Linked DNA regions of Mus musculus: all the other regions are linked to region 4. The links are chromatin contacts, called in public HiCAR-type and promoter capture Hi-C maps. All regions are on one chromosome and are shown on one strand. Each heading gives the region's core, a stretch centred on a gene start, on an enhancer-like site or on the middle of the called end of the contact. The rest is flanking DNA. Distances are from core to core; before and after follow the strand shown.

The links. Promoter capture Hi-C pulls out the DNA fragments that hold promoters and counts their contacts. HiCAR-type assays count read pairs that join an accessible place to other places.
Region 1: a contact with region 4 is called in a promoter capture Hi-C map of pre-B cells. The contact joins the promoter of Kcnmb3 here to the promoter of Phc3 in region 4. A contact is called at or near these places in 2 of 39 promoter capture datasets (neural stem cells and pre-B cells) and 1 of 9 other capture datasets (liver).
Region 2: a promoter capture Hi-C map of pre-B cells shows a contact between it and region 4, with 5 times the contacts expected there. The contact joins the promoter of Gnb4 here to the promoter of Phc3 in region 4. A contact is called at or near these places in 3 of 39 promoter capture datasets (hippocampal neurons, liver and pre-B cells).
Region 3: a HiCAR-type map of astrocytes shows a contact between it and region 4, with 3 times the contacts expected there. The contact joins the enhancer-like site here to the promoter of Phc3 in region 4. A contact is called at or near these places in 5 of 39 promoter capture datasets (embryonic stem cells, hippocampal neurons, liver and 1 more) and 3 of 115 datasets of contacts at active chromatin or transcription factors (astrocytes, embryonic stem cells and large pre-B cells).

The regions. Positions count from the first base shown.
Region 1 is chr3:32,487,537-32,493,972 of GRCm38.p6, reverse strand. Kcnmb3 (potassium large conductance calcium-activated channel, subfamily M, beta member 3) reads left to right here and starts at 2,004. Exons shown (of 4, transcript NM_001195074.1): 1 at 2,004-2,065. The coding sequence starts at 2,004.
Region 2 is chr3:32,613,194-32,619,334 of GRCm38.p6, reverse strand. It overlaps Gnb4 (guanine nucleotide binding protein (G protein), beta 4), which reads left to right and starts at 2,745. Exons shown (of 10, transcript NM_013531.5): 1 at 2,745-2,896. Gm52622 (a long non-coding RNA gene) reads right to left here and starts at 2,724. Exons shown (of 2, transcript XR_003954599.1): 1 at 2,058-2,724; 2 at 851-1,932.
Region 3 is chr3:32,339,672-32,345,779 of GRCm38.p6, reverse strand. It overlaps Zmat3 (zinc finger matrin type 3), which reads left to right. Exons shown (of 6, transcript NM_009517.2): 3 at 200-322; 4 at 2,062-2,228; 5 at 2,346-2,446; 6 at 4,085-6,108. The coding sequence ends at 4,296. Among named protein-coding and RNA genes, the nearest start is that of Gm42201, 16 kb to the right of the region's middle. Within about 2 kb of position 2,294, at least 35 of the 459 cell types and tissues checked have an H3K27ac peak or open chromatin away from gene starts, as enhancers often do. A contact at or near this core is called in astrocytes, where this site is marked.
Region 4 is chr3:30,967,410-30,973,655 of GRCm38.p6, reverse strand. Phc3 (polyhomeotic 3) reads left to right here and starts at 4,241. Exons shown (of 15, transcript NM_001165954.1): 1 at 4,241-4,282. The coding sequence starts at 4,269. It also overlaps the pseudogene Gm2979.

The sequences.
Region 1 (6,436 bases), core at 755-3,254, 1.5 Mb before region 4:
GGATGAATAAGAGAAATGTCTTTATCTTTGAAGCGACACTACTCTGCAGGCCAACAGAAGACAAGCATCGGTGATTTCAGACTCACCACCGGTAGCCATGGCTACCATGGTAAAGATGGGAAGGTTGACTACAAACTAGTTAATAACTGAGGAGGAGCAAGGCAGAGTGGAGCTGCAAGAACAGGAGACCGGAGAAAAAGGCTGCCTGAGACAAAAGTATGAGAGGGGCTGGAGAAATGGCTCTGTGTTTAAGAGAACCAAGGTTCACTTCCCACTACCCATAGCCACACCATCTGACATGCCAGTTAGTTCTGGATCTGATTCTCTTTTCTGGCCTCTGCGGGCACTATTCATGCCTGTAAACATGTAGGCAAAACAGTCATACACATTAAATGAACAAATTAATTCATTACAAATGATGAGATATGCTCTTTCTCTCTCTCTCTCTCTCCCTGGTGGATATGGCTCAAGATGCGAGTGCTCAATTGTTCCTTCACTGTGTTATCATGGACTCTAACTCTCTGAAGCTGCAAGCCCAGTTAAACACTTCCTTGTAGAAGTTGCCTTGGTCATGGTGCTTTATCACGGCAGCAGAAAAGAAATGCATACAGTTAGAATTCTTCAGTTGTAAGAATAGAATTCATAGGAGGTTATACAGCTGGCCCTGCTCAAGCTGCTTTCACTGGGTCAGCTGGTCTCCTGTAGCCTGTCTGGACGCAGCAGGCAAAACTAGGAAAGGGCAAACCGAAAGGTTCACACGTAGCCCCTCACTTCTGTCCTATTCTCCAACTGCCACACTCCCTATAGAAAGTCCGTAGGTTCCTCCCGTCCTTGCGAGCACCTCTTCCCCACAGGAGAGGGTTCACCCTTCGATGTTTTGAAAGAAGTAGTATCCATTTTCTGTTGAGGTCAGTCTGGACATTTGCTGCCTCCTGTGTCTTTAATCTGCTTCAGAAATCTAACAAATATACTGTGATAAATCAACATGACCCAAAACAACCTGGGGAGAAAGGGCTTATTTGTACTGTATACACTTGGACACCACAGTTCATCACCGAGGGAAGCCAGGGCAGGAACTCAAACAGGACAGGGACCTGGACACAGGAAGGGGCCTTGGCGGAGTGTGGCTTACTTGTTCGCCTCCATGGCTTAGCCGACCTGCTTTTTTTTTTAGCACCTAGTGCTACCTCCCTGAGCTCTGACCCTCTTGCCTTTGCCTTCTGAGTGGAAACTATTGTGCCAGCTGTAAATCTAATTTTAAAAATTAAACGAATTAATATTATGATTGCCAGGTGTGTGTGTGCATGACCTGTTTGTGCGCTTGTGTGGAATTCGAAGGACAGTTTGGTAGACTTGGCTCTTTCACCTTCCACCTTCACTGGTGTCTGGGCATGGAGCTCAGGTCACCAGGCTTGGCCAGATGACCTTTTACCCACTGAGTCACCTCACAGGTTTGTAAAGCTATTCTTTTATTCAGAACAATTTTATTCAGAAAAGGCTACTATATTAAGCCTGTACCCAAACATAATATTTTGAAAAAAGAAGGGAATGTGTCTGGGACAGAACATTTCCTCTTCTTACACGTTGTGTATTGGGTATGTCTGTCCCCAATTACAGAGTCCCTGGGGCCTCAGAACTTTCCACAGTCCTATTGGTCTCTATGACAATGCACCTGGTGAATTCAGAGGAAACACAGGTGTCAGGTGGAACAGGCGCCAGGCAATGCTGGGGGAGTGTTGTTGGCTACAGAACCACCTAGGTACTCCATGAGCAACTATACCTGAACGTTGCTTTGCAGCCAGGCTGCCTGAGTTCCCACCTCTCTAGGAAACTTCTAGAGGACCCCGCCAGCTCTGGATGCAGCAGGGGTCCTGGTGTCTGTGGCTAGGCAGGGAATTGGCAACTCCCTCTGGGACTCCACTTCCGATGATGCTTAAGCCTCCTGCGCTCTAAAAGGGCACAACTCAGGCGGGGAGCATCCGATCCAGACATCTCCTGGCCTCATGCAGCCCTTCAGCATCCCTGTCCAAATCACGCTACAGGGTGGCCGGAGGCGCCAAGGGAGGTAAGTTCCCCACCTGAATCTCCCATCAGTGTGCCTCCTGCTAATCAAGGCCAGTGTGGCTACAATGCGGCATGCTGAAAGCTGAGTTTGGTAGGTGCTTTGAGGAGGCCAGCTTGCAATGCCTCCCAGGTACCCCTACCACCCACCTCTACCCCACCCCCACCTTTGGTTGCTGTTTTGAGACAGGCTGTCATGTAGCCCAGGCTGGCCTCAAGTTCTCTATATTGTTAAGAATGATCCTCCTGCCTCCTGATCTCCAGTGCTGGGATTCCAGGTGTGGACCACTCTCTACCTGGGTACACAGGTGACACAGGTGGTGTGGGCTATGGATCCCAGCACTGAAAGCAGTGCTCAGCAATATATCTCTTGTACGAAAGAACAAAGAAATGACACCAGCCTTTGGTCTTGTTGGTGAAGCCTTAATGGTCCAGACCAAGATTCAGGTTCCAGCTCCCCACCGAGGCAGCTGCATGACTCTGGGTCTTTGCCCCTCATCTTATCTTGAAATAGAGATACTTGTCTTTGTGTGCTCTAGCACGGTGGTGCCTTCCTGGAACTCTCTAAACTAGACAGGCCTGCATATATTATGTACATTCTAGCTTTATTATTATTATTATTATTATTATTATTATTATTATTATTAAGACAGCATCTCACATAGCCTGGGCTGACTGCAAACATGCTCTGTACCTGATGCTGACTTTGAACTGCTCTTTCTGCCTCCACCTCTCAAGTGTAGAGATTACTGGTATTAACCACCCAACTATACTGAGTAAGTGGGAAGTGAAAAAGATTATTTTAGGACCCTTCTCCCCAAGGGTATGCAAAGCAGAAGAATTTTGAAGTTCAGAGGAGTGGGGCCTTGAACTCCTGTGTGAGAGTTGGGGCAGCAGGACAGTCAGAAATGGGCAGAGGAGAGCCATACCAGGCTTTTGAAATATGATATTAGAAATGTTCTGGTACATTCTTGGGAAGAGGACACCTTGAAGCCAAGCTCTCCCACTATAGAAAACTTGGGTGGCTCTTAGCAATATAAGCAGAACTGGGAGCTGGGTACTCATTAACCTCCAGCTTTAACTACTCTACTGGGTATTTGGTTTAGGGCATGAAGGAGAGGCATTGGATGGGTTGGGCGTGGGTTCCAGGCTGGTAGAAGGGTCAGACCACAAAGTAGAGAGGCTCGCCCAGCTATGAGCTAATGCCTTTATGAGCAGGCAATTACAGCAAGTCGCTTCGTGGCAGGAGACAGAATAGCAACCAAGCCAGCGAGTGAACGTGAAGATGCTCCTCATGACACAAGCAAGGTGGAAGACAGTCCAGTCTGCCCCCAACGCATCCCTATGCTCACTTCCCTTCCTGACATGCAGAGGTGGATAGCTTCTTATTGCTCCCACCCTGCACTTGGTGGTGGCTTTTTATCAACCTCACTTGCTGTTTCACAAAAAGTTGCTAAGCAATTTTGTATTTTTTTTTAAAAAAGCAAATACCCAGAAAGATTCAGGCAATGACAAAAACCTTTCAGCTGAAACAAACTTCAGGGAGGTAGTAGTTGAATGCGCATGCCCAGCGTCACAAACGCATGGGGATCCTCATTAGGTGAATTGTGACGCGTGGCTGAGCTACCTCGAGTTCTTGCTCAGTTCAGATGTTAAAGGGCAAGGCTGCTGGTTTCTGTCCGGATCACACCCAGGCAAGCTATGGAGCTAGAGCTAGACTGTTCACGCTGTTAGCAACTCAGTTTGCCTCAGCCTGAGAAGGTGGCATGGGAGCCTCAGCTGTGCTCTGATTTGATTGGAAAGTCATCCTCTGCAGGGAGAACTCTGCAGGGAAGACTGGGCAGGGAGGACTGGGCAGGGAGGACTGGGCAGGGAGGACTGAGCAGGGAGGACTGGGCAGGGAGGACTGAGCAGGGAGGACTGGGCAGGGAGGACTGGGCAGGGAGGATTGGGCAGGGAGGACTGCGCAGGGAGGACTGCGCAGGGAGGACTGCGCAGGGAGGACTGGGCAGGGAGGACTGCGCAGGGAGGATCAAGCAAGGAAGACAGGGCAGAGAGGAACGGGCACAGAGGATACTGGTTGATGTCTTCAGGACATCAATATTCCTGGTTGAAAAAAAAATTAAAATGCTACTGGCTCATCTCACTGACTAGAGAGCAAATGAGATCATTCTTAATCACTCTGAGACCCTGGGATAAAAAGTGTTTATAAACACTACTGAGTTCACCCCAGACAGTACTGCTGCAGTCTCAAAAACTGAAGACAGCCAGTAACGTTCAACTCCGAGGATGCAGGCAAGAACCGTACGCCTTACCTGATTGATGGACTGTGAAATCACAGGGAGCTTACAAATCATTGTTAATGGCATGGAAATTAAGTGAAAAATACAAGATGAAAAAAAAAAACCCTATCTAATAAAAAACTCTGCCTAATGTGATCACACTTGTTTAAAATAACATTAAGACAGGAATAATCCAGGGTGGGAATGTACTTAATATGACAAGCTTGAAGAGTTGGAGAGATGGTGGAGTGGTTAAGAGCATTGTCTCTCTCTGTCTCTCTGTCTTTCTGTCTCTTTCTGTCTCTGTGTCTCTGTCTGTATGTCTCTGTCTCTCTCTGTCTCTTTCTGTCTCTCTCTCTGTCTGTCTCTGTCTCTCTCTGTCTCTGTCTCTCTCTCTCTGTGCATGCATGTGCCCTTGGAGCCTAGAAGAGGGTGTCATATGCCTCAGAGCTGGAACTTCAGGCAGTTGTAAATTCTAGTCTAACATGGGTCCTCTGCAAGTGACACATACCCACTCTTAACTACTGAGCCAGCTCTCCAGCCCTTCAGCTTGCTTTTGTGACATTTTGATTGATACCTTTCTTTATGTCTGTGTTCTAGATTTATAAGAAATTTATAACAATATTATCGTCTTACACCCAACTCCTTCTCTTCCTATCTCTTATGCAAGGTCTCGTGTAATTAAGGCTTGCCTCTAGCTCATTGTGTCGCCAAGGATGAACCCTTCCTGTCTCCAGCCCTAACTGCAGGAATTCCAGGCCTGGGTCTCTGCTTGCCTTCTTCTATTTCCTTTAGCCTCTGATTTAAACATCTTTAACCTCAATTTTAAAAGCCAAATGCATTACGCTTTTTATATTTTGTAGACCCAGATTCTTGGTTAATAATGACCATTTCAGGTATATTTCATTGATAATTAAGTCTGGTCACTAAGCTTGTTCACCTGCTTCATCTCTCTTTTTCTTTTTTGAGACAGTGTCTTGCTTTGTAGCTCTGGCTGAACTGGGGTTCACTAGATAGGTCAGGTTGGTATCAAAATCCTAGAAACTGGGCTGAGGATATGGATCTGTATGTATGAGCTCTTATTATACAAGCATGAAGACCTAAGTTCAAATCCCAAGAACCCATGTAAGAAGCTAGGTGTGGTCAAACGTCTGCCTGTGCCCCTAGTGTTGTGGGAACTGGAAGAGACTGGAGGGGAGGGGTGCTGGACATGCTGGCTGCCACGGCGTGGTTCCAGGTGCGATGGCAGCCCATCTCAAATAAGTAAGGTGCACACTGATGGAGCAGGACACCAGATGTCTCACGCTGGCCTCACAAAGACGTTTTATAAGATCAGGGCAACCCTCCTGCCTCTTGAGAGTTGGTGCACAGGCACCACAAGACACCATACCTGGCAGCTTTTGCTTTCTGTAACTTTCTTGTTGCTAGAAATCCTCCCTGAATCTTTTTGTAAAGGCTCATTTTATTTTATTGTGCTCTCTCTCTCTGTATGTTTATGTTTGCGTATGTGAGTATATGTGTGTATGTATATGTATGTATGTGTGTGTGTGTGTGTGTGTGTGTCTGTGTGTCTGTGTGTGTAAAAGTGCTCAGCAGAAGCCAGAAAAGGATATCAGACCCCCTGGTGCTGGAGGTCTTTGTGAGTGACTAGTGTATGTGCTGGGGGCTGAACATAGGCCCTGGAAGAGCAGTCCATGCCACTGACCTCTGAGCCATCTCTCCAGCACACTATCTGGATTTTTAAAAAATCATATCAGTTTGGTCATATCTTAGATGGTCTTACTCTTTGTGACATATTAGTCCTCTATTTCCTTAAATAGTGTAAATGTAAGATTTTATGCTTTTTTAAGAAACAGAAAAAAAATTTGGTGTGGATCTGATTCTGTTATTTTGCTTGTTTGTGTTTACAACAAGAAGTCCTTATTTCTTTGTACTGTGTTCTGTGATGTCTGAGTGTGTACACACACTCCTCAGAACTCTGCGCTGTCTTCTAGAACAGGGCTTGAGCAGACTCCTCTATTGAGGAGTTGACTTTTCTGGGTGTCAGAGGAGACAGTGTTAAATTGACTTCTTAGTTTGAGGTCCTTGGATTT
Region 2 (6,141 bases), core at 1,496-3,995, 1.6 Mb before region 4:
GATTACAAGCCTGTGGCACTGTAAATTCGAGGGCTCACTGGGAAGAGAATTCAAATGACACAATCAGGATCAAGGGCAGAAAGTCTCTGAACTGGACCAAAAGGGACACAGATCTCTCTATAAGGAACTGTCACTGAACCCCTATGAAGCCAATTCCTTTTTTCTGAGCATGACTCTGAGAAGTTCTGAGCAGGTCAGGACTGAAAACAAAACAAGCAAGTGTGTCTTCCTGTCTTTGTCCTTGGAGTAGCAGCAAGCCCTCCTGGCGAACACCATCCTGAAGACGAGGGCAGAAGACACCTGCACCCTGGCACTCCCTCTCTGAGGCGCCCCTTATGTTCCGTTAATAAAGCAGACTTTGAGAGCATGGACTCAGTGAGTTAGTGGCCTAGATGCAGCCGTGGATCGTCATGCACAGTCCTGAGGGGCGATCCTCCACACAGCCAGAACCGTCAACGATGAGCTCTGTGTGTGTGAGAGTGCGTATGTGTGTGAGTGTGGTGCGTATGTGTACGTGTATGTGTGTATACTTGTGTGTACATGTGTCTCTGTGTGTTCCTGTGTATCTCCTTGGCGAGTTTCTCTCCACCAAATTCCCAGTCCTCTCTCTCTCTCTCTCTCTCTCTCTCTCTCTCTCTCTCTCTCTCTCTCCCTCCCTCCCTCCCTTCCTCCCTCCTCCCTTCCCCTCTCTCCTCTCTTTTCTTTACCCCCATCCTCCACAGATCTCCTTATTCTTGGAAACACCAGGAGCTGTGAGAGTCCATCCACACACTTTGTTACTCTTGGGATGCTGCTCTGAGCAATGAAAATCTCACTGACTCTGCTTTCCAACACACAGTACACAGGCTTGTTCTTTAAAAGTAGGGGTTCTTTTTAGAAAACTAAGAGACAGGCAACAAAACAAATACAATATGATATAATATGAAGTGGGTTTTTTTGGGTGATGAATACTTTTTACTTCTTTTAAGTATTTGGACTATTCAGCCAGGATTTCTGTCCGCATCAAATTTTCACAGATCATCAAAGACCATCAATCTTTTCGGGCTCTGCAGTTCATGTTTTGGAGCTATGGATGTCTGCTTCCCCGATCATCTCCAGAATAGATTCAGTACCCCAGGGCTTTCCACTAAGTTTCCCCAGGTGCTTGTCTTTCAATATACAGTTGACAGTAGAGTATTTCTCAGAATCCTGCCATATGGGACATGCTTGTGCACAGGATTATGAGGGAGGAAATCACAACAAAGGAAAATAAGTATCTGAGTTGGTCTAGTCAGGTGCCATGTTATGTGACTTCATGAAACAAGCAGAATCCTAGTGGGCCTCAGTTTGCTAGTCTGTGAAATGGGGATAAATGACAGAGGCAGGCTGAGGCAGGGAGCCTTAGAAATGCATGTCCTCCCTAAGTACCGGCTTCCCCTTGTCTCCAACCTTCTAGTTTAGGACTTATTACTGAAAGATGCCATCAAAAATTAGACCACTCCGGCTGCAACCTACCATCCTGACTCTTTGACGTGTAAGTCTGGTACTTCTTCATTTTCTTCTAGTATTTAATTAGGGAAAGCAAAACTTTGGGGAGAAACCACTTCATCATCCTGGTATCTTGGTGTTTTCACATCTGTGGTGGGGTGGCTTTTACACAGAGCAGATCTTCTCCCCAGTCACATTCAGACTGCTGTTTGGCCTCCTTGCCGGTAGGTATGAGTGGCTTTTATTCCAGGTTGATATGGAGCAGCTGATAAGGAAGAATGGAAGGCCGCGGGGGTGCCAAGCTCTCCTGATATTCTTTAAACCCTTCTACAGCTCTGCAAGCCTCTTTTACCCAGCTCTGTTTCTTTAAATTGTTTGACGTCAGAAAGAGAATGCTATAGCAACCGTCTGTCAAAGTGGAATTAACTCCGAAGAAAGATGGGGGTGGGGAGAGGAGCAATGCCCCTGCAGAAGAAACAAATTGGAGGGAGACATTTAGTTTATAACATGTTCAGTATAAAACGCCGGAGAAATGCGAACAAAGTCGCTTGAGATGCACTGAGGTGCACTAGTGTTTAAAGAGCAGAGACCTGGCAGGGTGCTGGGAGAAGGCCTTCCAGTCATCAGTGACCACAGAGTAACTTCCGAGAGCTGACAGTCAAGAGGGCAGGCTCTGTGCGAGCATAGGTTTGTTCAGGAATGTTTACAGCACGTTCTGGTGTTGGGGGTGGGGAGGAGGGCAGTATCACTAGCTTCGTGTTCCCAGTGAACCTCGGGCATCCACCGACGGCTGCTTGGCTGGATTGACTTCAGATTTTAGAGCCCAGTAATTGCAGACTGCATCTGTGGCTCTCCTGGCTCAACCCTGCAGCCCGCCAGAGCAGAGCAGCCTAGGCCAGGCCCAGGCGTGAAGAAGTCAGGCACTCAGCTTAGACGGCGCGTCCAGGGGCACACTGATAAATCGAAACTGCAGGGGATGCGCTTTCCGCTTCCCAAAGCCGCAGAAGCTGCACGCCTTGCCAGCGCCCACCCCCTGCACCCTGGCCCAGGCCACGCGCGCGCCCCCGCCAGCCCCCTCCCCAACACACACGCACCCTGGCCCTGCATGCGCCAATCAGCCTCCACCCAGGCCAAGCGCGTTCTGGGTTCCCCGAGCCCCTGCAAGCGCCCCCCGCCCCGACCGCGCTCGCTCCCGCCAGCCCCGACCCGAGCCACGCGCGCCGCTCTCTCGGCGCGTTCCCAGACCCTCTCCCCGGCCTCGCGCGCCCCCGCCCCCGCCCCCGCCCAGCGCGCCGCGCCCGGGTCCCCGCCCCGTCCGGCGTGCAGGGCTCTGGGTGTGGTCGCCGTCTTGTGTGGTGGAGCCAGCTAGCGGTTCGCGACCCGCAGCCGGGCGCCCAGCAGTAGCGCGGTGGTGGCGGCCGGGCTCCAGGTAGGTGGCGAGCGCAGGCGGCGGGCGTCAGGGCTCCGTGTGGACGCGGGTGGCGGGCGCTGGGCTCCGTGTGGACGCGGGCGGCCGGGCGCGGGGCTCCGTGTGGACGCGGGCTCCCCTGCGCTCTGCGAGGCCCGGGACGGCCGGAGGGTGCGTCCACCCGGGAGTCTAGAGGACGGTAGCTGCAGAGAATGCCCCCCCCCCCAACACACACACACACACACACACACACACACACACACACACACACACACACACACAGCCTCCCGCCATCTCCACCAAGTTCTCCACGGGCTGCTGGAGCCTCAGGTTGTTGTTTTTGGACTGATACTATGTCCCCAAAGCTTGGTTATTTTTAAGGTGGGTGATAACGGATTTTGGATATTTGCAAGTTTAGAACTAGAGAAAGCGGTTATTTTTTCTCGTCTTCTCCCCGCATCTCTTTCTGCGTTTTCAAAGTTGAGAGAAGGCTGACAGTGGTGGGTGATTTTGTTTTCTCTACTCCTTTCCCATCCACCCCCCCCCCAAAAAAAGGTGAGTATTATAACCTGCTGTAGACCCGCGCCCTACTAGGGAGTTGCCTTAAGACAGAATTGTAATTATTAGTCCCTTTCAATATCGCGAACTCGGACGGTGGTGACCTTTTATATATTTCAGCTTATCAGGATGTGATGGCTGGCATGCTAATGTGAGAGGGAGAGAGGTTGTCTTTTACAGGGGTCTGACCAAACTGTATATCTGGTCTTTGCCAGCATTCATTGCTGATTCTGAAAGTTTACTGTATATTTTAATATTTTGATTAAGAGCACTTAAGGAGTCTTTTGCTTTTGCATTTGGGTTTGCTGGTGAATTTGAAACCGAAATAGAAACTTTAAAAATATCATTTAATAAATATTGCCAGACCTCTTGTCTACACGTTATTAGACCATGACGCTGATTCTTCGTGCTGTGGTTTGCTTAACTGCATGCCTTAAGCCTATGAGCAATACACAGGAAGCAGTTCTGAGTTGCTGGTCTTTTATGAATAAACATTTCAGCGTGTGTTTTTACTCCTTAAAAATAGATCCTGAAATAGATCCTGGGACAATTTCAAAACTAAGAGTGGTATCTAAGTTGGGCTTTTTTTTTTTTTTTTTTTTTTTTCCCCATCACCAAATATTGTCGGAGAGTGAGTGAATTCTCTGATTTCTTTCAGGTGTGTTATTTAAGTTTGGTGGTTTGGCTATTCCTTTCTTTGCCTTGCTGGCTAGTTTAATCAGATTTATTAAAGGAATTGTTTACTGAAGCTCTGTCCTCTCATCAGGGGCAGTGAGCTATTCTGTTCTGTCATCTCTGGGTCACTCCTCAAAGGACACATTATACCTTCCACAGGCAAGGCGATGTTAAATGACTCACTGTGGCCTTGTAACTGTTAACTCAAGTTGGAGTCAGGACAAGATCCCTCTGTCCGCAGAGTGCATGCTTTTCCTGCAGAACACATTCAGTTAGTCCTAGGTCCTGGGAAGGACCCTCAGCCATCACTGATGTACACATAAAATTTCCTTGACATGTCAGAAACCTGTGCTGGTTTCTCTGCTGTGATTGGTGCCATTTACTGGTGTTACTCTGTATAGCCACCCATCAGCCATTCTGTTCCTGGCATCCCTGGGGTCAGTGACCCTTTTCCTGAGGTACAGTTACTCTATTGGCATTAAACTGGTGGTGGCTCCTACAAACTAATACCCCTATTTTGACATGGGCTCCAGAGAAACAACTACCACCACTTTGGGAGGATGGAAGCAGGGTAGCAAGCAACTCCAGGTGTTGTGGAGTTTCAGCTCCAGCAGATGAGGCAGGAGGGTGTTGTTGAAAGGGGTTCTAACCTGGGCTACAAGGAAGCCCCTGTCTCCCAACAACAACCTGCTTTATAACGTGGGAATTCTTTGATATCCTTTATGTGTTAAGCCAGATGTTCTCACAGCTGCTTCCTGTACTACCACCCCCTTACCCTGAAGCTTCTGTGTCTGGTTCTGTGGCTCCCTTACGTTGTTGTGTAAATATGGTGGTGTATCTACTGAAAACACACTTTTCTCAATGTGGTGTTCTACCTCAGTTACTGTCCTATGTCTTTCTGTCTGTCTTTCATTTTTTTCTTTCTTTTTTTTTCTCTTCTCTCTCTCTCTCTCTCTCTCTCTCTCTCTCTCTCTCTCTCTCTCTCTCTCTCTTTGTTTGTTTCGTTTTGAGACAGGGTTTCTCTGTGTAGTTTTAGCTATCCTGGAACTCCATCTATAGACCAAGCTGGTCTGGAAACCACAGAAATCTGTCTGCTTCTGCCTGCTTTCAGAGTTCTGGGATTAAAGGTATGTGGTCACCACTGCCTAGTTTTTATTAAAGTCATTTTAAATTACTCGTGTTTCTGGGCACCTTAGTGCCAGTGCCTGAAGAGGCAGTGGCTTCAGATCCCTCTGAAGGTAGGGTCATTAAGGGTCTTTGCGAGGCACTTGTTTCTTCTTCAAGAGCAGTATGCTCTTGTAACAGCTGAGCATCTAAGCTCTTTAAGCTTTACCACCTAATTTTGATCTTCATTGAGAAAGGCTGATCTTGCTTGTCAACTGGATGTGAACCTTGGCAGAGGAACCTGAAGAATTGCTTCCATCAGATTGGTCTTTGGGCATGTCTGTGTGGCATTTTCTCCATTGCCAATTGATGGGCTATGTAAGAAAGGTAGCTGAAAGTGAGCCTGGGAGCGAGCCAGTGACCCTCTGTGGTTTTCCCTTCAGTTCTAGCTTGAGCTCCTGCCCCCGCCCTCCCTCCGTGAGGACTGTAACCTGGAAGTGCAAGCCAAATCAATCCTTTCCTCCCCAGGTTGCTTTGGGTCAGTGTTTTAGCATAACAACAGAAAAGCAAGCTGGGGTAGCTCATTAAAAAACATAAAAGCAAAAGCCCTTGTATTACATTTTTATTGAGTGTGTGCATCTGTACAGGTGTGCATTCATGTGTGAGCAGATGCAAACCTGTGGCTGTCACAGGACAGTCTTTTCTCTCCTTTGGTCCTGGGGTGGGGGTGGGGCCAAACTTGGGTCTTTGGGTTGTCATCCTGCAGGCCCTGGGAAAGACAATAAATAAATACAAGACAGGTAGGTAGTCTGTAACTCCAGTACCAGGACCCCAACACCTTCTGACTTCCTTGGGCACCAGGCACCCGTGTTTACACATACACACACAGCCTTGAACCCATGCACATAAGCAAGCTGGAGGGGGGCTTT
Region 3 (6,108 bases), core at 1,045-3,544, 1.4 Mb before region 4:
TTCCCCCTACCAAGTTGCTTTTGGTCATGCCGTTGACCACAGCAACAAGACACAGAGCAAGCACGGACTCCTGTTCTTTCAGATGGCGCCAGAACTGGCCAGTGGTCTGTTGTCCTGTGTGCTGCTGGGTGGGTGCGTCGACGATCACCATCTGACAAAGTGTCCTCTTTGTGATTGTCTGCTTTGTGTTTACCTCTAGGGTAAAAACCATGGCAAGAAACTACGAAATTATTACGCAGCTAACAGCTGTCCTCCTCCAGCCAGGGTGAGCAGCGTGGTGGCAGAGCCTGTAGCCACACCCCTCGTTCCTGTCCCTCCGCAGGTGAGGCAGTGCAGTACCAAGAGGCTGTCATATACACGTGGTCATGAGTACAGTGGCCTGTGCCCACGTCTGTCAGGGTCAGGCTGGGCCACACCCTGAAAGCTTCTTGGTCTTCCTAACGACTGTAGCTGTGTCTGCCAAAAGTTTTGAGCCTTGGGATCTCCCATTGGACTTGGCAGTGATGTGTGGGATGATGGAACAGTATTGTTAGGTCCATTGTTCTGTGCCTCCAGATTTAGGTTAAATGGCTATGTAATGTCTACATTTTGCTCTGAAAAACAACAACGACAACAACAACAACAACAGCAATAACAACAACAGCAATAACAGCAACAACAAAACATTTAAGGACTGGAGAAATGGCTCAGTGGTTAAGCTCAATTACTGCTCTCGTGAGACCTGGGCTTTTTTCCCAGCAGCCACAAGGTGGCTCACAATCATCTGTACCTCCAGTTCTAGGGGACTTAGTTCTGATTCCTGAGGGTCCCAGGTCCACATGTCGTGCATACATACGTACATGTAGACATGTATAAAGTAAAATAAATCGAAAAAATTCCATTAAAATATTATTTATCTTGATTGCTTTGATACTGTCTTAAACCCCACACACTAGATTTAATAGATTTTATAATTGGCCTCATCCTAGTCTTGGACCCTGGCCTCATTTAGTATTTGCTATTACTTGGAAGTGTTGGCCTTATTATTCAAAGCTTTGTCCACGGACTGGCAGCATGAGCCTTGTGGGGTCTTTATTAGAAGCCTGGGAAAGCTAAGTAACTTTCTCTGGGTTGCATCTTTAAAAATGTTGCAAAGCAAAATTTTGTTTCATGCCTGCCTGATGTTCCCAACCACCAAGGTATAACGTTACCTTCTGGAGTGTTTTCCTCCTTCAAATAGGTACCCCTGCTGAGTCTCCACAGATTTATGGGAGAAAGAGATATATTAGAAGTGGCAGCAGAAGTCTTCCAGCCGAGTGGTTTTTACATTACGAGTTTCTTAGGGATGCTGTAGAGAGTCGGGTGGCCATCCCTTTCCTCTTGGGACAATAGCACAGACTATTTTGTTTAGCACAAACTCTGAAATATGAAGATACCATGCTGTCTCTGGAGAATCTTCTCTTCTAGGTCAGGAAATGCTAGTCCCCCACCCCCCCCCATTTGTTCTAGATAAGGTATGGTTTCCACAAATCTTAACCTTTCTTCTATCCAGAGTTTACTTTGTAGCTTTTGCTAGTCCAGTGCAGTTTAGTATCTTGTGATTGTTTTCCTGGTTTAGTGAGGTGTAGTCCCTGGTTATGTATGCACAGGTGGTTTGGAGAGGTTGTGGGACTGGAACTTTCAAAACTTAGTGGCTTTGAGGCTAGGTGGGCTGCTCAGTACACAGTGGTGCTCAGTAAGGTAGGTTGCTCAATACACAGTAGGTGCTCATTGCTTATTGGTGGATTTTGAGTAGCCTTCCTTGGCAAGAAGATTTTAGCTTTACCTATTCACTTGTTTCCTACCCTAAATGTCCACACTTTAAACCCATTTTCTCAACGGATACTAGTTAGTGCTTTGGTTCATAGGAAATTGTAATCCAAAGTGGGACAAAGGGTCTCCCAGTCTCTCTTTGCGGGGATTTACTTTCTAATAAAATTCAGTGTCTGTGGCCATGCCCTAGGCTATGGTTAGGTCTCAAGGCTCTGAAGGATCGTGGAGGAGAGGGGAGGTGTAACTGTTCTTCTGTGTCTTTGCTGGCAGGTGGGCTCCTGCAAGCCAGGGGGCAGGGTGATCCTGGCTACAGAGAATGACTACTGTAAGCTGTGCGATGCCTCCTTCAGCTCCCCTGCCGTGGCACAGGCGCACTACCAGGGGAAGAACCATGCCAAGAGACTCCGTCTGGCCGAAGCTCAGAGTCACTCATTCTCGTAGGTATTGCCATTGCCTCTGAGGACAGACTGTTATGTGAGAGAGACTGTGGCAGAGGAGAAGCTGAAAGGGAGCCTTGTTCGACTGGCTCACTCATTTCAAATTCCTTTCACCAGGGACTCCGCAGAGGCAGGGCAACGGCGGACTCGGAAAGAAGGGAGTGAATTTAAGATGGTGGCCACCAGGAGGAATATGTATCCAGTCCAGAGCAATTCAGGTAGCCTGTGTTTCCTGGGTGTACAAAGCATACACGAGTCTGGCGTCTGTAAAAGATAGCAGTAGGTGGCCCCGGGAATTAGGTAGTGGGTGCTTTCCTGAGTTGCTCTTCTAGCTGTTCAGGCTGCTGTTTATTTCTGGTATTCTTTATATCCTATTCAGTATACTATTTTGGTTTTAGTGTTTTAGAGTCTCTTATAAGTCCTTTTTAAAAAAATAGTTATCAGATGAAATATGTAAAGCCCATTAGAAAATGGGCCTCTCAGGGGCTGGGAAGATGGTGCAGGTATACAAGCCTGAAGACCTGAGTTTGATTCCAATGTCAAGTGGAAAAAGCCAGGCACAGCAATTCACACCGCTTATCTCAGGTGGAGATGGGAGGTCCTTGGAGCTCACTGGCCTAACAGCCTAGCTGAATCATCAAGCCTCAGGCTCTTGAGAGTCTCAAAATATAAAGTAGAGAGTTTTTAAGGAAGAAACTGGACACGTTCAAGCACGCATGCCCACTCATGCTTCCTGATTTTAAGTCACACCATGTTCAGTGTGGTCTTTATACAGGTAATGAGTGAGAGTTATCTAGGGAATTCTTGTGATGTGTGCATTCAGCAGAGAGCCGTGTGTTTATGGAAGTGTTCTCTGCTTACTCTAGTCCTGGCTACCACAGCCTCCAATGCTATGTGTGCCCGCAGAGGCTGTTTATATGAGCAGGAAAGCAAAAACAGAGTTCGCCGAATAACAAGAGACAGCTAAATAACAAAATACAGAAAGTCAGAGAAACCTTTTGTCTGATGAATATTATCTCAGTGTATTATTAGTTATGACCAAAGTTAACCAAAGGACAAAGATGGTCAGGCTGGATTTAAAAAGCCAGCTGAGATGAAGGAACGTCCCCCTAGCTGTGTTAATGTCAAGGAAAATAAATACATTTAGGATGGGGATGGCACAGATTAGGCTCTCTGAGTAATCCAAATACAGAGACTGGGCTGGAGCCATGGGCTTTATTCTGTCCCTCACACCGGCTTCAAATTTGTCACAATCCTTTGCCTTAGGCTCCCAAGTGCTGAATTATAGGCACAAGCCACCATGCTTGGCTACAGTCTTTAAACATTTATTTTTAAGAGTCACGAGCATTTAGAACTTGAGTACAGGCTTAGCTCTGTAGTCTGCCCTGGCACTTGTTGGGAAATCATTTTATGTGTGTAGGTTGAACTTCTATGTACATGTAATTTAAAAGAAAATCCATTCACCTCTCCTTCATTTAAACTCTTCAGTTAGAGTCTGATTTAGAATTTAGAATTATCAATTACGTGAGGACTGGTGGAGTGTTTTTTTCTAAATGGACATTCTAAGGATCTGCGTGTGTATGTGTGTGTGTGTGTGTGTGTTGAGCGTGTAAAGACTAGAGGTTTAATTTTGGGGTAGCTTTCTCTTGCTCCTCACCTTATATTTCAAGACAGTGTCTCTCACTGAACCTACAGCTCACGCATTGACTAGGCTAGCTGGCTACTCTGTCCCCAGGACCCTCCTGTCTCTGCCTTCTGCACTGTGGTTTCAATGCCAAGCCACAACGCTTTTTTGTGGGTGCCGGAGAAGCCGCCTTCTACCTTGACTACCTCACTTCTGTCTCTTGCGTCAGCAGGCCCTTACTTCAATGCCCGCTCCCGGCAGAGGATCCCGCGAGATCTCGCCATGTGCGTGACTCCAAGTGGCCAGTTTTACTGCTCCATGTGTAACGTTGGGGCTGGCGAAGAGGTGGAGTTCCGGCAGCATCTAGAGAGCAAGCAGCACAAAAGCAAGGTGTCCGAGCAGCGGTACAGGAGCGAGATGGAGAACCTGGGCTACGTTCAGTGATGGCCGTCCTCACAGAGAAGCCTGTCCTGCCTGTTTGCCTTCTGTCGACCTGCCTTGCTTTGTGGTCCTCCATGCGTACATTCCTCATTTCTCTGCTTAGTGCGAGTAACCTGCAGCGGTGCCAGAGCCGTCAGGTCGGGGTCGGGGAGGGAGGTGCGTTTCTTTGGTCACCAGGATGCTCTTTTGGGCCAACTGTGTCAAACAACTCACAGTGAGCTTTCTGCCCCATCGGGTGTAACTTCTTATCTTGGCCAAGTTCTGGTTAAGCAGCAGTAGCCTGACTAGAGCTACGATTATTTAAAAATGGCATCTACTTTTGCGGTTTTAGGTTTACGCACATTAGAGGAATTGACTTGAGTTCTTACTTCCAATTATAGAGAAAACAGGTAAACAGAGATTCCCGTTTTCTGATGCTCCTGGGAACCATTACCACCACAGTGTGGTGTCTACAAGATGTGCTGTTAGGGTGTGTGCCTGGGTCTCCCAGCAGCTCCTGGTTCCCTGTGGCATATCCCTCCTCCCGCCCCCCCCTCCGTAATTAACACATAGGTTTCCTTGAATTCATATACGTCCAGAATACTGTGTTCTTCTGAACATGTGACTTCATCTCCAGTTGTGAACCATACACATGTAATTCTCGTCCGTCTCTTTCCCTGCTTGGATCAGCTTCTCCACTCGCTCACCCCATCCTCATGGCCTCGCTTGCTGGCAGTTTTGGAGACCCAGATTTGACTGTCTAATGAGTTGAAGATGGATATTCTTTTAGAAAATATATTTTCAGATGATTCGAGGATGTGTTTGAGATTTCAATTTGGAATTCTATTTTCACTGATGATTATGTGACCTCATGGGATAGTCATTTTGTGGCTTTTGACGATTGTATCCTGACAATGCCCTGACAGGTAATGGGCATGCCTGGAAAATACCCCTGCCTTTTTCTTTCTTTCTTTCTTTCTTTCTCTCTCTCTCTCTCTTTCTTTCTTTCTTTCTTTCTTTCTTTCTTTCTTTCTTTCTTTCTTTCTCTCTCTCTCTCTCTCTCTCTCTCTCTCTCTCTCTCTCTGCCCCTCCCTCCCTCCCTCCCTCCCTTCCTTCTTTTAAAAGCTGATCAAGTCTCAGTGTCATTTCTAATAGCAAAACGCCACCATTGCATCTTCTCCTTGGCCTCCTTGAAGAGACTTTGAAAACACAGATGACTTTGGTGTCTAATGATTATAATGGGATTCTTATTTTTTAAATAAAAAGCCATAGTGTATGTCTAGACAGACTGATGGAGTGTTATATGTGAACTTGTGTTCACTGTGTGTCCTTTGTCCTTTTTCCTTCACATGTGTAAGACCAGCATGCCCGTGCTCCTTAGGGAAGCAAGCGTGCGTCTGCAGAAGGCTTAGGGCAAGCAGGATTTTGCACTATAACAAATACATATTTCATTACTCAGTCACCTGAGAATTCTCCGGGCAGATGGAGAGGGAGGAAATGCTCAGCTGCCTCTTCTCTCTCCATTGCTGCTTTAGAGTAGTCGAGACCCATAATTAAAGGTTAATTTTGTGATTGCTGGCTTCTGGAACGGTAGAGCTATGTGGCTAAGTATTTCCCCTTCAGAAACAGAAGACAGAGCAGTGTTAGCCTCAGACTTGATCTCCATTCGCAACTCCTCACACCAGGAACCCCTCCTGCGGCCATCTACAGAGCTGGTCAGTTTAAGGCGACTTAGGGTGTATCTTGTTAGCCATTTGGTTGCTCATTTTGCTGCAAAATATAATTCTTCGTTAGACTTAAATATACTGCTGGCCACTTGGTTCTGTGATTGTTTAA
Region 4 (6,246 bases), core at 2,992-5,491:
AGGAGAGAGAGAAAGAGAGATAGAGAAAGAGAGCGATAAAGAGAAGAAGAGTGAGAGAGTTCCACAGGGAATGGTGCTGCCCTTTCCACATCAATTAATTTAATTAAGGCAGCCTACAGACATACCCAGAGACCAACCTAAAGTAGACAATTCCTTACTGAAGTTCTCTTACCTCAATTTAGGGGTGTTTGTTTGTTTTGTTTTTGATTTTTCCAGACAGGGTTTCTCTGTGTAGCCCTGGCTGTCCTGGAACTCACTCTGTAGACCAGGCTGGCCTCAAACTTAGAAATCCGCCTGCCTCTGCCTCCCGAGTGCTGGGATTAAAGGCATGCGCCACCTAAATTGCCCAGAAATTTAGGTTGTGTCAAGTAGACACTTAAAGTCATCACAGCTGGTGATGGTGGGGGTGGTATAAAATGACAGCAGATTTGCATTCTGGTAAATTCGTTGTGCCCATGGTGGTGGGGATAGGGATTAGTTGAAGGTGGAGCGGAATGGGTTTCAGGGGTTCACAGGTGACGGTACTGGGCAGAATAAGAGCTGAAATTGGCTTCATTCTAAAGCTCTGCTTCTCAAAAAACGTTTCTGGGATGCCACAATGACAAATGCACGCCATGTAAAAAGGCTGAGTAGAAACGGGGCTTCACAGAATCTTTGAGAGCCTCTTGAGTACTTTATCCACTTGCACTGAGGTCTCAAGGCACATGCGAACAACACGTCTGAGTGGGGTGTGGAAGGGAACCATACGCATTCTGCGATGAGCATGGATCCATGGATCACATGACATCTAAATGCCCTTGCAGCAGATCACATGACACCCAAGTGCCCTTGCAGCCGATCTCCTGCTCTGTGCTGTCATTATTCATCACCTGAGGAGAAACAGCTAACAGTGTCTACTGTATACTACCACCCACATGTATACAGAGGAAGATAAGACCGAGGAGCACGTGACCAACAGGCTGGTCATTCCGAAGAGTGTGTGAGAGGTAGCAGGCTATAGAAACATTTTTGTTTCTATAGTATTTGAGTTTGGTGATAGCACCTTCCTTTCAAGTAAGAGAAGGTAAGTCCATACACTTTTATTCTAATGCGTAGAATGACATTTTATGCTGCATTCACTCAAATATACAGTTCTTCATTCACCTTAACTAGTATATAAAGCTTTCCTTAAGGATAGTTTTAGTAGACCTGAGACAGATACAAAATAATTTTTTTAAATTGCTATCAGATTTGAAAAAAGGATGAAAAGGGACATTTTAAGCCCATACAGGAAATGATATTCTCCCTTCTGAGGTTAAATATAGTTCCCATTCAACCACATCGCGCTTTAAGACGGGCTTATAGTGAGTAGTGCTGCGTTTCTCAGTTATTGAGTGATGGCTATTCTTGGTTGTCAGCTTAACCACATCTGGAATTAACTAAAACCCAGTGGCTGGGTACACCTTTGAGGGATTTTTTTTTCTTAATTAATCCCATTTGAAGTTGGAAGACCCACTTTTAATTTGAAACTTTGAAGGGGGAAGATCCACTTTCAATCTGGGTCACAAGCTCTGCTGGAAGTCTATGTAAAGGACGTGGAAAAAGGACGCTCTCTGCCTGCTTTGTCCTCAGTCTTGGTTGGCCAGGCCATTCCTTCACTGGCATTAGAGGTGACGTCTTTGGGATGCCAGTGTATACTGGTGATCAGCTGAGACATCCAGCCTTGTGGACTGAACAACTACTGGATTCTTGGAGCCTCTGTTGTAGACAGCATTGTTGGACCACAGCCTGTAAGCCACTCTAGGAAGTCCCCTTTCTCTCTCTCACACAGAGAGGTCACAAAGGTTGCACCTCATGTGAACAGCTGAACTTGGTAAAGTAGGGTTCACCTAGGTGGTACTGGTTTTGTAGCATGAAGGGGTCATGGCACTGGGAAAGTCCAGGAGAGGCCATTGGTGAAGGTGCAACCTCAGCAGCAGTTGAAGGCTCAGGTCTGAAGGGGTCACGAGGAAAGTAGAGGCTTGGCACCAAGAAGAGAGCCTCAGATAGGCTGTTGGTTGAAAGTGCAGCCCAGTTGTGGTAGAAGACACCAGCATTTTGGAGATGCCAGTACCATGAGATGATTAGCAAGAACAACAGCAACCACGGAGTCAGCTGGATACCGGAAGACAGGTTGTGTTGCTGCTGAAGGTGGAGTCAGAGACTTGATCCAAGCTCTTAGGAGGAGCACAGGAGATTGTGAGTGAGTCTGAGACATCAAATACTGTGCTATTTATACAGTTGGAGTTTGGTTTGGGTTTGATTTGATTGTGCTCTGGGTCTTCCTTCTTGAAGTAAGGAGGTTTTAAACGTATTTCTGATTTTATAGGCACCCACAGTTGAGAGACATTAGGTTTTTAAAAGACTTTGGATTTTAAAAGAGACTGGATATTTTACAGAGCCTGGATTTGTAAGTGTTTGAATTTTTAAAGCCTATGGGACTTTCTAAGTTTGTAAAATGTTTTATATTGTGATGTCTTTATGTGTGATCTCAGGGATGGGAAAGAAAGGAAAATTTGTGGCTTAACAGTGATGTGTCTCTGTGTCAAACTGCTAAGGGGTCAGTTGTACTGTCTAATTTTATGCCAACTTGACACAAGGCTAAAGTCATTGGCGAGGAGGGAGCCCCAACTGAGAAACTATCTTAATAATATCAGTGTGTAGGCAAGCCTGTAGGGCATTTTCTTAGTGATCAATGTGGGCAGGCCCCACCTATTGTGGCTGGTGATCCTGGTTCTATAAGAAAGTAGACTGAACAAGCCAGTAAGCAGCAGCCCTCCATGACCTCTGCATCAGCTCCTGCCCTGCTTCAGTTTCTGTTCTGACTTCCTTTGGTGATGAACGGTGATATAGAAGTGTAAGCCAAATAAACTCGTTCTCCCATGACCTGCTTTGGGGATGGTGTTTCATCACAGCAATGGAACCCTGAGACACTGAGATTAGTGCACTTCATCTCAGGAAATAGGAGACACTGTTTACGATCACTATGCTTCTTTCTCAGTCAAGAGCAACAGAGATTTGCTTATTTCTTGGATCTATGAAGCAAAGTCACACTGTGTATGTATGTCTACAAAATCCACTTTTCAGACTATTTTGGATACATATTTTTAATGTTTTATAGTTGTAGTTAATTTTTCTTCTTTCTTTCTTTCTTTCTTTCTTTTTTTTAAACACAGTCTTACATATCCCAGGCTAGCCTTAAAATTTCTGTTAGACCCGAGGTGGGGAAAAACATTTCCACAACTGTCTGATTAAGCAAGCTATACTTAGACTGGCTAAAGGCTGCCTCATCCAAGTTCAGGTTTCAGAAAGCAGCCCCTCACTGGCTTTTGAGGTCTCTGTTGTGGGGCAAGGATTAGGGTTGATAGATTACAGCTGTTGAGAGCGTTGGCTGTTAGCACCAGGACAGAAGAATGGGGGGACTCAGGGCTCAAGGCCGGCTGTGAGGTATACAAGGGTAAGACACTATATGGAAGGGGAGTCATCAGAGATGTTCAGGAGTTTAGCAAGGCAAAGGAGTATACATCATGGGGTTACAAATTCAGCAGAGGTTAAAAAGCATGGTTTTCAGGATATCTTAGGTTCAGGAAACAGAAGCTTACCCTTGCAAGGTATGGGGACACCATCCCCAAAGCAGGACATGAGGGAAAGGGTTTATTTGGCTTACACTTCTATAGCACCGTTCATCACCAAAGGAAATCAGAACAGGAACTCAAGTAGGGCAGGAACCTGGAAACAGGAGCTGATGCAGAGGCTGATGCAGAGGCTGTGGAGGGCTGCTGCTTGTTCAGTCTGCTTTCTTATAGAACCAGGATCATGGGGTTTCTGTTTTACATTATATAGTCTAGGATGACTTTGAATTTTTATTCAAAACAACACTTTCTAAGGGCCTAGCCATGTCTGGTTTATGTGGGGCTGGGTATTGAACCTAAGACTTGATGCACGTTTCTGAAAGTATTCTAGCAACTTCTACATTTCCAGCGCTAAGCAGAACTTTTTCTATATTCGTCGCAGACCCCGGGCTAAGACAAAGATTCTGAGCCATAGAAATAGAGGGTGTCTGGGAAGGACCACTTAGGGAAACACAGGCCACCTCACAGAGAGAGTTGAGGTGGGAGGGAGCCTGGCAGTCGCTGGCCTCACGTGACCTCTGCGCCCCCCGCCCCCCAGATCCCGCCCCTCGGCTCTTGGCTCTTGCAGGGGGAAAAGGAGGCGCATGCGCACTTCGTGTTAGTGATGGAGGAGAGAAGATGGCGGAAGCGGAGTGAGTGACTTGCTGGTGACTGATGTCGTAACCGGGGGGCGAGTGAGGGCTGCGACACGTTCCCCCGAGGCAGCTCTTGGGGCTCCGAGGCTGGCGGTGCAGGGCGGAGGCGAGGCGGGAGCCACGGCGTGGTGGAGAAGCCCGACTGTGGGAGGAGGATGGCAGGTCCAGCCAGCCTCCCCTCGGGAGTGCGTGCTGCGCCGTGCGGTCCCGGGGCTGTGTGGTCCTAAGCGCACAGCTACCCGGGGGACCCTAGTCTCCGGGCTCTCCCGGGACGCGAGCCCTGCGGCGCTCGGCCGGGGCTGTCATTCCAGCCGCGGTCCCCGCCGAGGTGTGTCCGGCTGGGCAGGCGCCGCCGGGCCTCCGCGCTGGCTCCTGCGGGCCCGTAGCCGTCTGTCTGTCCGTCCGTCCGTCCGTCCGTGCGGCGGGGGCGCGGGGAGGCGCAGGGAGGCGTCCGGACAGCGGCTGCGGCCCACGGCCGAGGCTCCCCACCTCCCCGGCCTTTCCTTGCAGTCCCCCTCCGGGCTCGGGCTGCGGCGGCGAGCCTCCCTCCCTGGAGGGCCGCATTCTTGGGTAGCGCTGTGATGCTATGCTCAGTTGGCGACTTGAAACTTCAGGTTCCCGGGTAGGCCTCTGGAGTGCCAGAGCTGAACGCGGCAAGTATTTCCGTGCCAAGCCCGTGCGCTCCCCGAAAGTGTTCTTTTGTACCAGGCCTCGAAATGTAAAGCGATGGTTTGCCCAGTTGCACACATCCAATGTTTAGAATTACTGTCTAGGTTCCCTGACCATTTTTGGTTCGTCAGAACTCACTGTCTTCTTCGCCCGCCTTTGGGCTTTGAGAGCACAGCTGAGCAGAATAAGACTTTGAAAGGCCAGGGTTTACGGTGGTGGCTTGGATGCCATTGGTCCCGGTGCCAAAGTGTTTTGACACGCAGTAGTTTCAAGATTTTACCTTACTGCTGATTGAGTGTAGTATTGAGCAGGTGCCATATGATACTGTGGTTTGCTGATTGGAAGGAAATGAACAGCAGAACGTCTAAAAATGTGATTCAGCTCCCACTAAAAGAAGTTAGCAGCCCCATCTGTTTTTCCTTTCACCTTACTTTCTCCCTTGTATATTGGAGCTGTTAATACAGCCTATGGTGGCTGGAGACTCCTGAGTCTCATTGAGGCCAGCCTGAGCTACGTAGTGACACCCTATTTTGTTTTGATTTTTAAGAAAGAGAAGTAAATGTTCTTGTTACAGGCTTGTCGACGGTGGGAATGCCAGCCGGTTCAACTTTTATTTCTCAGGAGAAAAAGACAGACAAGGAAGGAGGAATCCAGTGGATTCTCATGGGGCCTTCTGAGCCTGGGGTGACAGCTACTGTGGTTTTAGTTTGTAACAGCATGGAAGCCCTTAGAGGCTTGGCTTTATTAAAGTATAGATTTCTCAGTGGGTAAAAATTTGTACTACAACATAAATGACATAAGATCATAATACTGGAGGGAAAAGATTAGAAAGTTTGGTACAAACGTGTACTTTACTGGTTGTGCATTGGAAGCTGAATAAATTATATTCCACACCCCCAAATTTTAGAGCAATTTTCTGTGGGGGGGGGATTTTTGTAAAGATGTAAGAAGTTGCTTATATTTGCTACTTTATTTCTTTATTTCTTATTTATTACTTAAGTGGGCTAATCCGGTATCAAGCTAAACTTCTGACACTAGAGTTAGTAAGGACAATGGTGTCGTCTAAGAAAAGCTACTGAGAATTGAAAAAAATGAACTTAAAATTTCTTACGTATAGGTAGCTGCGTATATGTGTGTACATTATTGCCATGTATGTGCCCAGTCCCTTGGAAGCCAGAAGAGGGCATCTGATCCCCTGGAACTGGGTTTTGGAGGGTTGTGTGGGTGCTGGGCATCAAACCCAGGTCCTTTGGAATAACAGTGCTCTTAACCATTTGAGCCATCTCTTCAGT